Regions from separate parts of the Oryctolagus cuniculus genome. Here region 1 is linked to region 2. The links are chromatin contacts, called in public Micro-C maps. All regions are on one chromosome and are shown on one strand. Each heading gives the region's core, a stretch centred on a gene start, on an enhancer-like site or on the middle of the called end of the contact. The rest is flanking DNA. Distances are from core to core; before and after follow the strand shown.

What was found. Hi-C and Micro-C count contacts between places; a contact is called where the count stands out from the background.
Region 1: a contact with region 2 is called in a Micro-C map of ear pinna, with 2.9 times the contacts expected there. The contact joins the promoter of AMOTL2 here to the enhancer-like site in region 2. A contact is called at or near these places in 4 of 6 Hi-C or Micro-C datasets (ear pinna, psoas muscle, skin fibroblasts and 1 more).

Annotation. Positions count from the first base shown.
Region 1 is chr4:147,059,909-147,066,380 of mOryCun1.1, reverse strand. AMOTL2 (angiomotin like 2) reads right to left here and starts at 4,118. Exons shown (of 10, transcript XM_051818603.2): 1 at 3,913-4,118; 2 at 665-1,450. The coding sequence starts at 1,389. LOC103350396 (a long non-coding RNA gene) reads left to right here. Exons shown (of 2, transcript XR_007908720.2): 2 at 1-320.
Region 2 is chr4:146,979,246-146,985,664 of mOryCun1.1, reverse strand. No RefSeq gene overlaps it. Among named protein-coding and RNA genes, the nearest start is that of CEP63, 22 kb to the right of the region's middle. Within about 2 kb of position 1,449, at least 4 of the 8 cell types and tissues checked have an H3K27ac peak or open chromatin away from gene starts, as enhancers often do. A contact at or near this core is called in ear pinna, where this site is marked.

The DNA.
Region 1 (6,472 bases), core at 2,869-5,368, 78 kb before region 2:
AGGGTCCCCCATTTGTGCAAACGTCCCACCCGCTTCCCTCTGGCCTCTCAGCTTCCATTCTGGTCCTTACAAGCTATTCTCTGCAGGCAGCCAGAGAGAAGGCTTTCAGAGCAAAACCAAATCCCATCCTGGAATGGCCTTAGAACCAAACTGTAGGTCCCTGCCCTGCCCGGCAGCCTCTCCTGAGCTCCGAAGAAAGGGGCTCTCCTGGACCCAGACAAGGAACAGTGGAGACGGTAGCTAAGGAGGCCCACCGGGTCCTTCCAGCCTCCGGTCACCAGCGACAACCGATCACGGTAGAAAGCAAGCTGTCTACTTTTTCTCAAAAAGCCTCCAGAGAAGGAGGGTGCCCTTTCTTCCCACTTTACTTGGAAACAGTCTGGCAAGGACTCCCAACCTTTGTCTTCAGCAAGTTTTTCTGAAACCTAACCTTTAGCCGCCTGCTGCACTCCGCATCCCCTGGGGACCTGAGTCACAGCAAAGCACACAATGGTGTCCAGCTCTGAATTAAAGCAAGGAATGCCATGGATTCCTTCTGTGACCTCAGCCAGGCCCTCCCCGCTCAGGAAAGGCGGGGCTGGGGTGGGAGGGGCATTGCCAGCTCCAGCTCAGGTGTGAGCCCGGCCTCCCCGGGTAGGGGAGCCAGGTGGGAGCCGCTAGTTACCTGACTTCTGCGTGCTGAAAGTGCTGGCTGCCGCGGGCGCGGTACCGAGGCTCGGCAACAGCAGTGGTTGCGGTCTCGTGGGCTATGTGTGGGTACTGAGGCGGGGGTCCACGATGCTCGGGGCCCTCGGCAGGGGGCGCCCTGGCCAGGGGCCCTTGCTGGCTGCGCGCCAGCTGCGGGAAGCTGTGGGAGGAGCTCATGTGGCTGGGAGCCCGGGCGCCGTTCCTCTCCAGGGACAGCTGCAGGAGTCGTTCACTCAGGGAGCGCACGTGCCCGTGTCTCAGCTCCCGCAGGGCCTCATCCTGCCGCCGGCTGCCTCCAGGGGCCCCGACGACCACGACGGGCGCCCGGGGCCCCGCCTGCTGGGCCGCCGCATAGTACTGCGAATGGGCCTTGGCCTCCTCATAGGTGGGCAGCTCCTCGCCCTTGCCGGGCTGCGGGCACAGCCGGTAGAGGGTGTTCTCTGCCAGGTGGGGCTCACCGCCCTGGTGCTCCTGGCCCTGGGGCTCCTGCCTCGTGGCCTGCTGCAGCACCTGACTGTCCTCGGGTGCCAAGATCTCCAGGGAGGCCTGGGGGCTCCCTGTGCCCCCAGCTCCGGCCCCACCCCGCAGGGCCTGCTGCTGGATGGCCAGCAGCGTGCGGGTCTCAGTCAGGTTGCCGTAGCGTAGCTGCTCCTGGATGAGGCGGTGCAGCACTGTCCCTGAGGAATCTTCCAGCGTCCTCATGATTCTGTGGCTTGCACACACCTGCCTGGACAGTGGCCAGTGGCACCTGGCCCCAGAGCACCTGGCAAGAGAGAGAGAGAGAAGAGCAATCAGCGACAGTGCATGGGACAGGGGGAGCACTTTCCATCACAGAGAAGTGGAAAGCAGGAGCTAAAGCCCAAGGAGAGGTTGGGGGCTGATCCCACAAGCCTGGATGCAAGTGCAATAATGCTGCCACCTGCTAATTAAGTTACCTAACCACCAGGAAAATGCCTCATGGAGCTGGGAAGTAAAGGGACAAGGACTGTGGAGCTCCTGGCTCCCCACAGAGCCTTTGCAAACAGCTACCATTATAATGTTTCTCATGGAGACTTACTATGCCTAAAGAAAGACAATAGTAAACTAAGGCCAGGAACCATGGTCCCTGGCAGCAGGCCACCCATCCAACAGCCTGATGAGCCACTGCAGGGCACCCTAGTTGAGATCTAAGTGACCCATGCAGAAGGAGGCAGGGCCCCGGCTGCTGCCGATGACAGCAGGCCGGCAGAAGCCCTCGGCAGTCAATGCCCAGTGCAGCAGGCCTGAGCCCAGCCCGGGCTGGGCATTCAACCTACCACCCTCAGCACCGAGCCCCCCATCCACTCCTCTCCCTCTCCCTGAGCTCCTGGAGCACAGACATACACACCCCCAACGCCCCCACCCCCAACCCAGCTCTGCTTCACCAAGGGCTGCTCCGAGAACAGAACTGGAGCTCCCAGGCACAGGATGCCCTTGGCCGGTATTCCGCAAGGTGAACAGGAAGAAGGAGAAATTGCACCCGAGCTGGTGAAGGAGGGGATGAGAAAAGAAAGCCTGCCTGAAGACAAGGGTTTCATAAGGTGGGACGGAAGAAAGGTGGTGCTTAGCCAGGTTAGTGGTGGGTCGCCTGGTCCCTGTGTGAGAGAGCCGGGAAAGGATGGCATGGCAGCTATGATTTCAGGATCAGCCAGCCCTGCACCCTCCACTCCCCACTTGGAAAAGCCTCTGCTTGTTCTCAGATAGGCGCACAGCATCCTTGTCCACCTGTTACACCCACTGCCTGGAGGCGGAAGGGAGCAAGGAGGAGGTTCTTGGTTGTAGGCAGCTGAGACTGCGGGCTGTGAGCCTCAAGGGTGAACAAGGTCCAAAGAAGGTGCTCCCTTGTTGTAAGCCTGGGCTCCCAGGGAGCGGCTCCCGGCCTGGAAGGCGGCCCACCTCCCTCACCCAGCCTCCTTTCCACGGCCTCCTCCAACACAAACCTCCAAACTGGGATTCAGGGAATGCCAAACCAAACACTCACTGCCACAGGTCCTGCTCGTGTGGAGAGGGCTGCAATGCAGCCCCGTCTTCGGCCACAGACCCAAGTCCCGGGGCCCTGCCTCGGCTGGGGCTCGACACCGCGGGAGAGCAGCCTTTCCTGATCCACTCCCCCAACCCCTGGCCTCCAGCTGCCCAGAGCTGCGAGTGGGGGTGCGCCGGGTGGACACCTCGGTGCCCAGCCTCCCAGGCACTCAACCCCAGGGGCAAAAGCAGCCGCTGGGAGTCACTTCGCCAGCAGCTCAGCTGCGGACATTCCCTAAGTTAATCACCGTCTGGGCGGACTCCGCCGAGGCGGCCCCCCCGCGGCGAGGAGGCAGGCAGAGCTTTCGCCACAGATTCCAGGCGCGCCAACGGTGCGCCTGTCCCGGCGCGGAGCTAGAATAGGGGCATCGCCCCTCACTCGAGCATCCTTTCAGGCCCCTAAGGACCGCGCCGCTGAGATCGGCTCTCCCCACCCCGGCTGCGCCCGCGCGCCTCCTCGCTCCCTGAAAGCTGCCTTTCCAAGCGCGCATCGCCCGAGAAGCCAAAGCTACGGCGTCTTAAAGTCACGTCGCACCGGCCCGGGGCTGCCGGGGCTCCCGGCCGCGGCCTTCTGGGAACCCGGCGGTGGGGGGGTGGGGGGGACCAGGGGAGAGGTCTTTAAGCGTCGCGGACCCGCCCCCTCCTCCCTCCCGAGCCCTCTTTGTTTTCCAAATACTCCAGCGCTGACGTCACCGGGCTGGACAGCAGGCTGCATTCTTTCTAAGTGAGAGCCAGTTCGTGGCTCCAGAGAGGATTTTCCAAGGAAGACAAAGAGGAATTCTTGGGCTGCCGGGGGAAGAAGGGGTCAAAGACACCTGTAGCCCCCACCTAACCAAGCCAGCCCCCAAGGCCCTGCAACTGGAACTCCGAGCGGCGCCTGCGGCCAAGTCCCGCGTCCCGCCTAGTCCGACCCCGCCACCCCAAACACCGACCCAGTTCTCCCCGTCATCGGCCCCCTCCCCCAGCCCGGGCACCTGCACGCCTTTAAGAGTCCCCCCCAGGGTGCACAGCGCGGCTCCAGGAGGGGCCCTAACCCGGCACTGGGGCGGGCTGGAAAGGGTGCGCTGCGCCCCGAGGACGCTCCGCTCCCGGAAAAGGCCGGGCTGCGCGGGACCTCGGGCCTCGGCCCGGGAGCGTGGCGGTCGGCCTGGCGCGCTGGCCCGAGCGCCAAGCGGCCTTCCTTACCGCTGCGGCCCGCGGGCGCCTGGCGCAGTCCGATCCGACGACCCGGCCCCGCTCGGCTCGGCCCGGCTCGCGGCGGAGGTGTGCACTCGGCGGTGGCGCCGACGCTCTGGCCGCTCCGGCCGCAGCGCGCAGCCTCAGGGTCGGCCCGCGCTGGAGGCGGCTGCTATGCCAGGAATGTGAGAGTTTCAGGTTCCCCCTCGGGATCAAAGCGAACCACAAATAACCTCTCAGCGCGCCGCCCTCCTCCGCCCTCCGCCTCCTGCGGCTCCCTCCTCCGGCCCCCGCCTTCCTCCGGGGAGGCGGCGCTGAGGGCTGGGCGCGGGGCCGGCCCCGGAGCTCCGCTCCCCGGCCGCGCACGGCCCCCTCCGCGCGCTTGGCCGTCAGAGCTGCCGGGCACGATTTCACACCGCTCGGGCACCCAGTTCCTGCCTTGCTGTCGCCCTTCGTCCTTCAACTCGCCCGCGGCGCGTTCCGGGGGTGGCTTCGGAGGGGGCATGTACGGCGGGGACAGGGAGAGCAGTGGCCAGGCCAAGACAGGACGGTTCTTCCAGCCGCCCAGCCTCTTCCTAAGCCTCGCTGTTCTCACCCCCAGCGGCAACCTCTGAATTGCACTTTTATTGTTTACAAACATCTTCGCCCGCGCCTTGAGAACCTGCCTCCACAGGAAGTGTGTATCCGCGCTGAAAAATCTGGTTAATTTGAACCCCCCCCCCCCCCAGTGACTCATGGCCGCCAGGTGCTCCACTGTCTGTCGTCCAGGTGGTGGCCGGCGCCCCTCCACGAGAGCTGGCGGCAGGCAACCATCCGCTGGTGGCTTGGTCCCGCCTGTCGCCCTCTGAGGCAGTTCTGCTATCACAACCTCTGAGCACTTCTGCCACCAGAATCGTGGGTCCCACGCAGACCCACACAGGTGCCCTCCAATGTCCACCTGCCCTGTCCTGTTCCAGTCTCCTCTTCACCTCCCCCACACCCCTGCCTGCCAAGGGCCCTCCCCATACCCACCTCTGGGGCTCCAGGTGGCCGTGACTGTGGAAATCAAAACCTCCAACACCCCTGCCTCCTGTCCCCCAAGTTCTGTGTCGTTCTGGGGCCCTGGCCTAGTGGGGGGACTCCCAACACTAAAACCCTCCACTCCCCTTGAGGGCCCTTCAGCATAGAGTTGCAATTCCCAGGTTTCCCCAGAGGGAAGCAGGCACAAGGAAACTCAAGCTCAGTAGTCAGGGACAGGGTTAATTTTTAATAACACCCCCTCCCATTGTCTCTCTGTGTGTGTGTGTGTGTGCATAGTTTACCTGGAAGCTGAATATTGCATTCCAAATAGGATTGGATCTGAAATACGTGAAGAACGGGTTTTCTTGTGACAAGCTATGGGATAGTTGGCCCTCCCAGGGTTACCTCAGCAAGAGAAGCTGTGGCCAATATGCCTCTGCCCAATCTGAATACAATAGGTAGGTATTTTAGAAAAGGAGTAAGAGAGGGAAGAGGCCCCCAGGTGGCCTGGCCTTATGGACAACGTTCTTGGAAACACTTGGTGCGGGTATGAGTTGGGTGTGGGCAGGTGTACCCTGGGGTTGCAAAATCAGGGGAAAGACCACATGGGACAGTCCTGTATTGCAGGGGCATTGAGGGCAATACATTTATTTGTTTATTGGAAAGGCAGAGATATGGAGAGAGAAGGAAAGAGAGAGAGAAAGAGAGATCTTCCATCCACTGATTCACTCCCCAAATGGCTGCAACAGCCAGAGCTGGGCCAACCCAAAGCCGGGAACCAGGAGCTTCTTCTGGGTCTCCCATGTGGGTGCAGGGGCCCAAGCACTCAGGCCATCTTCCGTGGCTTTCCCAGGCACATTAGCATGGAGCTGGATCAGAAGTGGAGAATCCAGGACTTGAACCAGCGTCCATATGGGATGCTAACCCTGCAGGTAGAGGCTTAACCTTCTATGCCACAGCGCCAGCCCCAGGGGTACTGACTCGATATGCTGACAAAAAGGAGCCAGCTGGTTCAAGGCGGTTACATCTTGGAGTGGGCAAGGCTATTGTAAACCCAGCTGTTCGCCTCTGCACCACAGAGGGACAGAGGGGTCCCAAACCCTGGATAGGGAAATTTCCACACACTTTTCTTCTCTTCTCCTCCTCTCTCAAGAAGGGTGGGTGTCAGGGCCTCCCAGGCAGGGCTAGGCTGGGGGCCTATGCTGCCTGAGTGGGCAGAACACCCCGCAGAGTTGAGTGAGAGGTGACCACAGCTCAGCTGTGCAGCGGCAGGTGTGCACAGGCGACCCCTGGGCTGGCCAATCTGTTTGCATGTAAATTCTCATGGCCAACTGGGGAAGAGTGAGCCAGTGCATTCTTCCTGCCACTGCTGTCTCCCTCCCCCTCAGGGAATGATTCATCCCAGGTGACCGTGCGGCTGGCTGGGTCTGGGATCTTGCCTGGGAAAGGTGCGGAGGTGACCCAGTTCTCAGAGTAAGCCAGGCTTGAGGCCTTGGCTGGGCAGAGTGAAGCCCGCGGGGGTGTGGCTGCATCGTAGGTGTGGACGGGGCTTAGCCAGGAATCCGGGCAC
Region 2 (6,419 bases), core at 200-2,699:
GACAGACAGAGAGAAAGGTCTTCCTTTACCTTTGGTTCACCCTCCAATGGCCGCTGCGGCTGGCGCACCGTGCTGATCTGATGGCAGGAGCCAGGTACTTATCCTGGTCTCCCATGGGGTGCAGGGCAAGCACTTGGGCCATCCCCCACTGCATTCCCTGGCCACAGCAGAGAGCTGGCCTGGAAGAGGGGCAACCGGGACAGAATCCGGCGCCCTGACCGGGACCAGAACCCAGTGTGCTAGCACCGCAGGCAGAGGATTAGCCTAGTGAGCCGCGGCGCCGGCTTCTACTTGTGTGTTATTGGAATGTTTATGGAGCATTTGCTGGGTTTTAATAGCAAATGCAATTTTAAATGCTTTGAATAATAGCAAGATTTTTCAAAATGAAATTAAATAAAAACAAATACAATCTTAAGTGCTTTGAATAATAGCAATGTCTTTTAATGAAATTAAATAAAGACAAATGCAATCTTAAGTGCTATGAGTAATATAAATTAAAATAATACAATTTTAAATGCTTCAAGTAATAAAAAATTAGCCACTTATGATAAGCACTGCTGTTACTTGCTGTGTTTCTGCTGTTCTTTTTTCTCTCCATGGCACTTTCTTCATTCTGCGATGCTTGCATCATAATCTATACTTAATTTTCTGCTATTTTTTATTTTAATGTAACCTGATGTGACGCGCACTTTCCCACTGTGTTGCGTATTCTTGGGAAACCTAGAACTGGTGCCAGCAGTCTGATAGTGTGCCGTGAGGAGGGGGAACTCAGTGCGGGCAAAGCCTTGTGTTAAATCTGGGAAGGACGGGGAAGGTTGTCCCATTGGAGTCGGTCGTTTTGCAGACGAGAGAATGGCAGTGCAGTGGAGCCACCATCTGCCCCAGCGTGGCCAGCTGGACTGCCCCACCCCAACCAAGGGCCTGGCCTCCGCTCTCGCCACCCTCCCCTGTGGCCTCCTGGGCCCCCCCAGGGCACTTTTGGGAAGCTAACTGTAGGGCACTGCCTGCATTCCTTCTAGATTACATTCTGTAATTTGGGGGCTCATTATTGGTGGCTGTCAAGATCATTTTTTATCTTGTAACCATGAGCTCATGACGGGCAGTGCAGCCAACAGGAGAAACTGTGGCCTTTCCCTGTGTCATCCAAGCCGGGCTGCCCAGCCACCTGTGTGTCCCCAGGAAGGGGAAGCACTGTCACGAGTCTGACCAGATCGTTCCAGTAGCCAGTGGCAATTACAGGGAAGGGTGTTGATGAGCAGATCTGGACCCGTGTGTGCCTGGCATCCCCTGGGTTCTGACGCTCTGTGAACAGCAGCCAGCAGGATGCCTGGGCGCCGCCTGGGGCCAGGGCTCCCAGGATGCACGGGGAGTAATTGCTGGGTGGGGACAAGGAAGCGACGGAGGGCACTGACACTTGTGGCTGACCCTGTGCCCGGCTCAGGGGCCAGCTCAGGGTGTGGGTGACACAGTGGTCTCGGGGGGTCCTGGAGGGTCGGATCGGCGTGGACTTGGGGGAAGCAGGCAGAGAGAGGAGTCTGCCCCGCACTCCACTAGGGAACATCGCCTCCCCCTGAAGCTATGTTATTAAACTCTGATCAGACTGGAAGGGACTCACGATGACAGAGGAGCTTACTCATGTATGACCGGGGAGGATTCTGAGTTTTCCTGCACATTTTATGAAACGTATTTCATCCAAACTTCGCAAATGAGGTTTTGCCATCAGGATCTGTCATCACGAGAACCACTTTTTGAGTCATCTAACAGTTTTTTCCAGAGTGCGTCATGTTCACGCCCTCCTAAGTTATTTGAGGGATACCTCCTCCCCTCCCCCCGCTTTAAAACCTGTCTTCAAAAACACCGTGGCTCGGATTTATTCTGCACGGACCCTTTTCGCATCTTGCCTTTCAGAAATGCTTGATGTGGCTGGGACTGGCAGGCACCCGAACATGAGATTTCTGTTTATGGTGAAAGTTAATGCATTGACCATGTGCTAGTGCAAACTTCGAGTACAAATTCCTTTTGCCTGATGTTACAGCTCATTCTTGGACTGCAGTAGTTGGGTAATTTATCATCGTGAAAAATGGACTTTGAAATGTAACAGTCTGGAGCCAGCAGGGTGAGCAGCAAGGGAGAAGGGTGTTTACAGGGCAGCCGTTTCCATGGGAACAGAGTCAGAGCCCTGCTCTGGCTGCCCGGGCTAGGAGTTCATCCAGCATCCAGGTGATAGGAACAGGGCTCCAGGCTCGGCTCCCACTTGCTTTGCCGGGTACTGTGGGCAAGTCCCTCCGCCTCGTTGCACTTAGCTTCTTGTTTAGATTCACAGAACAGTTGCAAAGATAGGCAGCCTCCCCCGTGTTATTCTTCACCCAGCCTCTCAGACACGTGGCACACACACAGAGAATGCAGTGGCCGAAGCTGAGAAACTAACACAGATGCATCGCCACTAACTCGGCTGCTGACTTTTCCTTGGAGTTCACCAGTTTTGCCCCTGAGAGCCAGCCCAGGACACCCCAGCACATTCAGCTGTGCGCTCCTCCCGTTGGTCACCGCTTCTCGGTCCTGCTTGTTTACCACGACCTCCATCGCCATAGAGCGTACTGGCAGGAATATTGTGGAATGTCCCAACCTGTGATGGTTTTATTTACGTATTTAATTTTTTTTTTTTTACTTTATTTACTTGAAAGACAGAGTTAGAGAGGTAGAGACAGAGAGAGAAAGGAGTCTTCCATCCACTGGTTCACTATGCAAATGGCTGCAATGGCCAGAGCTGTGCGGATCCGAAGCCAAGAGCCAGGAGCTTCCTCTGGGCCTTCCACGTGGGTGCAGGGGCCAAGGACTTGGGCCGTCTTCTACTGCTTTCTCAGGCCATAGCAAAGACCTGGATCAGAAGAAGAGAAGCCAGGACTTGAACCAGTGCCCATATGGGATGCTGGCACTGCAGGCCGAGGCTTTACCAGCTATGCCACAGGGCCAGCCCCTATACATACATACATATATATTTATTTATAATATATATTTTTACAGGTAGAGTTATAAACAGTGAGAGACAGAGAGAAAGGTCTTCCTTCCGTTGGTTTACTCCCCAAATGGCCACTATGGCTGGTCCTGCGCTGATCTGAAGCCAGGAGCCAGGTGTTTCTTCCTGGTCTCCCATGACGGTGCAGGAGCCCAAGCACTTGGGCCATCCTCCACTGCCCTCCCGGGCCACAGCAGAGAGCTGGACTGGAAGAGGAGCAGCTGGGACTAGAACCCGGCGCCCATATGGGATGCTGGCGCCGCAGGCAAAGGATTAACCAAGTGAGCCACAGTGCCGGCCCCCTTATTTATATATTTTTAAAAAAATATTTATTTATTTGAAAGGCAGAGTTACAGAGAGGGGGAGAGACAAAGAGAGAGGCATCTGTTGCTTCACTTCCCAGATGGCCACAACGGCCAGGGCTAGGCAAGGCCAAAGCCAGGAGCTTCATCCAGATCTTCCATGTGGGTGGGTGCAGGGGCCCCAACATTTTGGCCACCTTTGCTACTTCTCCATGGCCACCAGCAGGGAGCTGGATCGGACATGGAGCAGCTGGGACTTGAACTGGCGCCCCTATGGGATGCAGGTTTTACTGTTACACTGCAATGCCAGCTCCTCAACCAGTAATACTTTTTTTAAGAGTGAAAAAAATGGAGTCTAGGGTTAGCAAATTAGGCCTCAGGGTTGCAAGTGACAGAAAGCCTGGCCGAGTATGGATTTATTGTCTAAGGGAACTTGAGTCCTGAAGCACATGTGGCTTTGAGATGACATTCATGGGGTCTACCCTGTCTCTTGCTTGGTACAACTGTCATTGGAACAGCTGGGTCATTCTCAGATATGCACTGACCACATGGTGACAAGGTGGCTGCCAGCAGCCTGCATGGTTACATCCATTTGTGGGTGTGTGTGTAGAGAGGGCTGGGGGTGGGTGCTTGCTTCTGTTTCACTTTCCCAACGAAGCTCGCATGGGCTCTGATTTGGCCATCTGCCTATTCCTCAGCCAGAAAGAGAATCTCTTTTCTGCCTGATGTGTGAGTTACCCATTGTGGCCACTATCTTGTAACTCCGAGGGGAGTATATAGTGCTGAAGACACAAGATCCTTATAGACAGCGCAGAGCCTGGGTTCCTGGCGATGCCATTTAGCTGGCCTCTGAGTCGCCATGATGAACTACAAAGTCCCCAGAAGGATTCACTAAGCTCCCTTGAGTCAGGTTTCATGTTCCTTGCAATCAGAACACAAGTGACACGTGGCACCACATTGTACCCATTTCCTTGGTTGTCTCCTGTGTTGGGATCGGCAGTCGCTGGCACCATGAGTGGGAAGCTCCCTTGGGTCTGTTCCACCATTTCATCAGAATGACTGCTGCACACTCCAGCTTCACCCGGGGATTTTGGGAAAGAACAGATGTGACAGCCTTGCATTCCAGATGACATGGGACAGTAGGGCAGCGGCCCCGAGGTTTCCTGCTCGGGAAAGATGGCAGACGGCGCGGGCACAGGCAGGAGGGCACTGGAAGGAGACAGCAGGTGCACCGCGCTGGGAGCAGAGCTATGCTCACGCCTCTGCTTACCTGACGCTCATCCACCTGGAGAGGGACCCCTGTGCCTGGAGAACACCCCCACACCATGCCCCAGTGACTGACAGGTGGGCACCCCGGGCTGAGAGGATCCCACGCGGGGCTCCATTCAGCCCAGCCTGTCCTGGTGTGGCTCCCGATGGCTGCTTCGAGCCATGGCTTCCCCAGTGAGGAACAGTCTCTGTGCACTGCAGGCAGGACCCCTGGAAGCGTGCTGCCTCCCTCCCTCTTCACCTCCTGGACCAGCCTTGCTTTACCGATCTATGTGGATGCAGCCTTTGCTTGCCGCTCCGGCTTTTCACAAATGAAGACAGTTTCAGCTTCTTGCTTCCCTCCCACGCACACTTTCTCACGCACAGACACATACTTAACATGACCTATCTCAGAGCTCTTGCAGGGCCACATAGTTTAGGCATGTACAGGAAGCCATTTATGAGGGGTTAATCCATGATTCATGGACATAAGAGTCTCATTAGGCTCAGGCAGTGGCTGTTTTGCTTTTTTTTTTTCCAGAGAGAGAGAGAGAGAGAGAGAGAGAGAGAGAGAGGTCTTCCATCTGCTGGTTCATTCCACAAATGGCCGCAATGGCCGGAGCTGCGCCAATCCAAAGCCAGGAGACAGGAGCTTCCTCTGGGTCTCCCACGAGGGTGCAGGGACCCAAGTGTTACCAATTCAGAGAAGAATTCTGAACACTGGCACACATAGACCAGGCAGCATGATAGGTTTTAAGCTTTTTATTCAGAGAGAAATGCATAGGAGAGGGAGAGCGTTCGTCTGCTCTAAGGGAGAAGGGAAAGTCTGGACACTCAGTTGGCATCCACACCAAGCAGACAGCAGGCCGAAAGCCACGGGCAGAGAGCATTTGGTTTCGAGCAGCTATAAGCAGCTCATCATGGGCAGCGGTGGGGAGGCAGAGAGTGCGGGTGGCCCCAAGGCCATGAGCCCCAAAGGCGCAGGGCAACATGGGTCCATATGGGGAACAAGGGCAAAAGGGCCGCTCCCACAGTGTTTCAGGCCACTTCCAAAGGGGCGTGGTTAATTAGTCTGATTGGCAGGTGGACACACAGGTGTGGCCAGGTAGGGGCATGAGATCACACTGGGGAGAAGGCGTGGTCTCCCAGCTCACAAACCTAATCAATTTTAGCCTATCTGCCTTGCCTACATCACAAGGACTTGGGCCATCCTCTACTGCTTTCCCAGGCCATAGCAGAGAGCTGGATCAGAAGAGGAGCAGCCAGGACTTGAACTGGCACCCGTAGGGGACGCCAGTACTGCAGGCGGCGGCTTTACCCACTATGCCATAGCGCCCGCCCCAGAACACAGGTGTCTTAACCAGCGTCTTAGCCACTAGGCTAAGTACCCACCCCAGCGGAGCAGTGTTTACATTTGCATAGTATTTACAGTACTTGAAGGTGGGAAAGTCAGTATTGCAGGGGAGAGCTTATAAATCCACAGCCCACTCTGCATTTTAAGGGACAGTGATCTGTTAGCAGCACTTTTTCCAGGGCCTGGCCTAGGGTAAGCTGTCAAAAACATGTTGAGAAAATGAATGCGCCTACCCTCCCCCGAGCCTCCCACCCCCACTCCCACTAAGGCTCTCAGGACAAAATCTTTTTTATTTATTTATTTATTTGACAGAGTGGACAGTGAGAGAGAGAGAGAGAGAGAGAGAAAGGTCTTCCTTTGCCGTTGGTTCACCCTCCAATGGCCGCCACGGCTGGCGTGCTGTGGCCGGCGCACCGCGCTGATCCGATGGCAGGAGCCAGGTGCTTCTCCTGGTCTCCCATGGGGTGCAGGGCCCAAGCACTTGGGCCATCCTCCACTG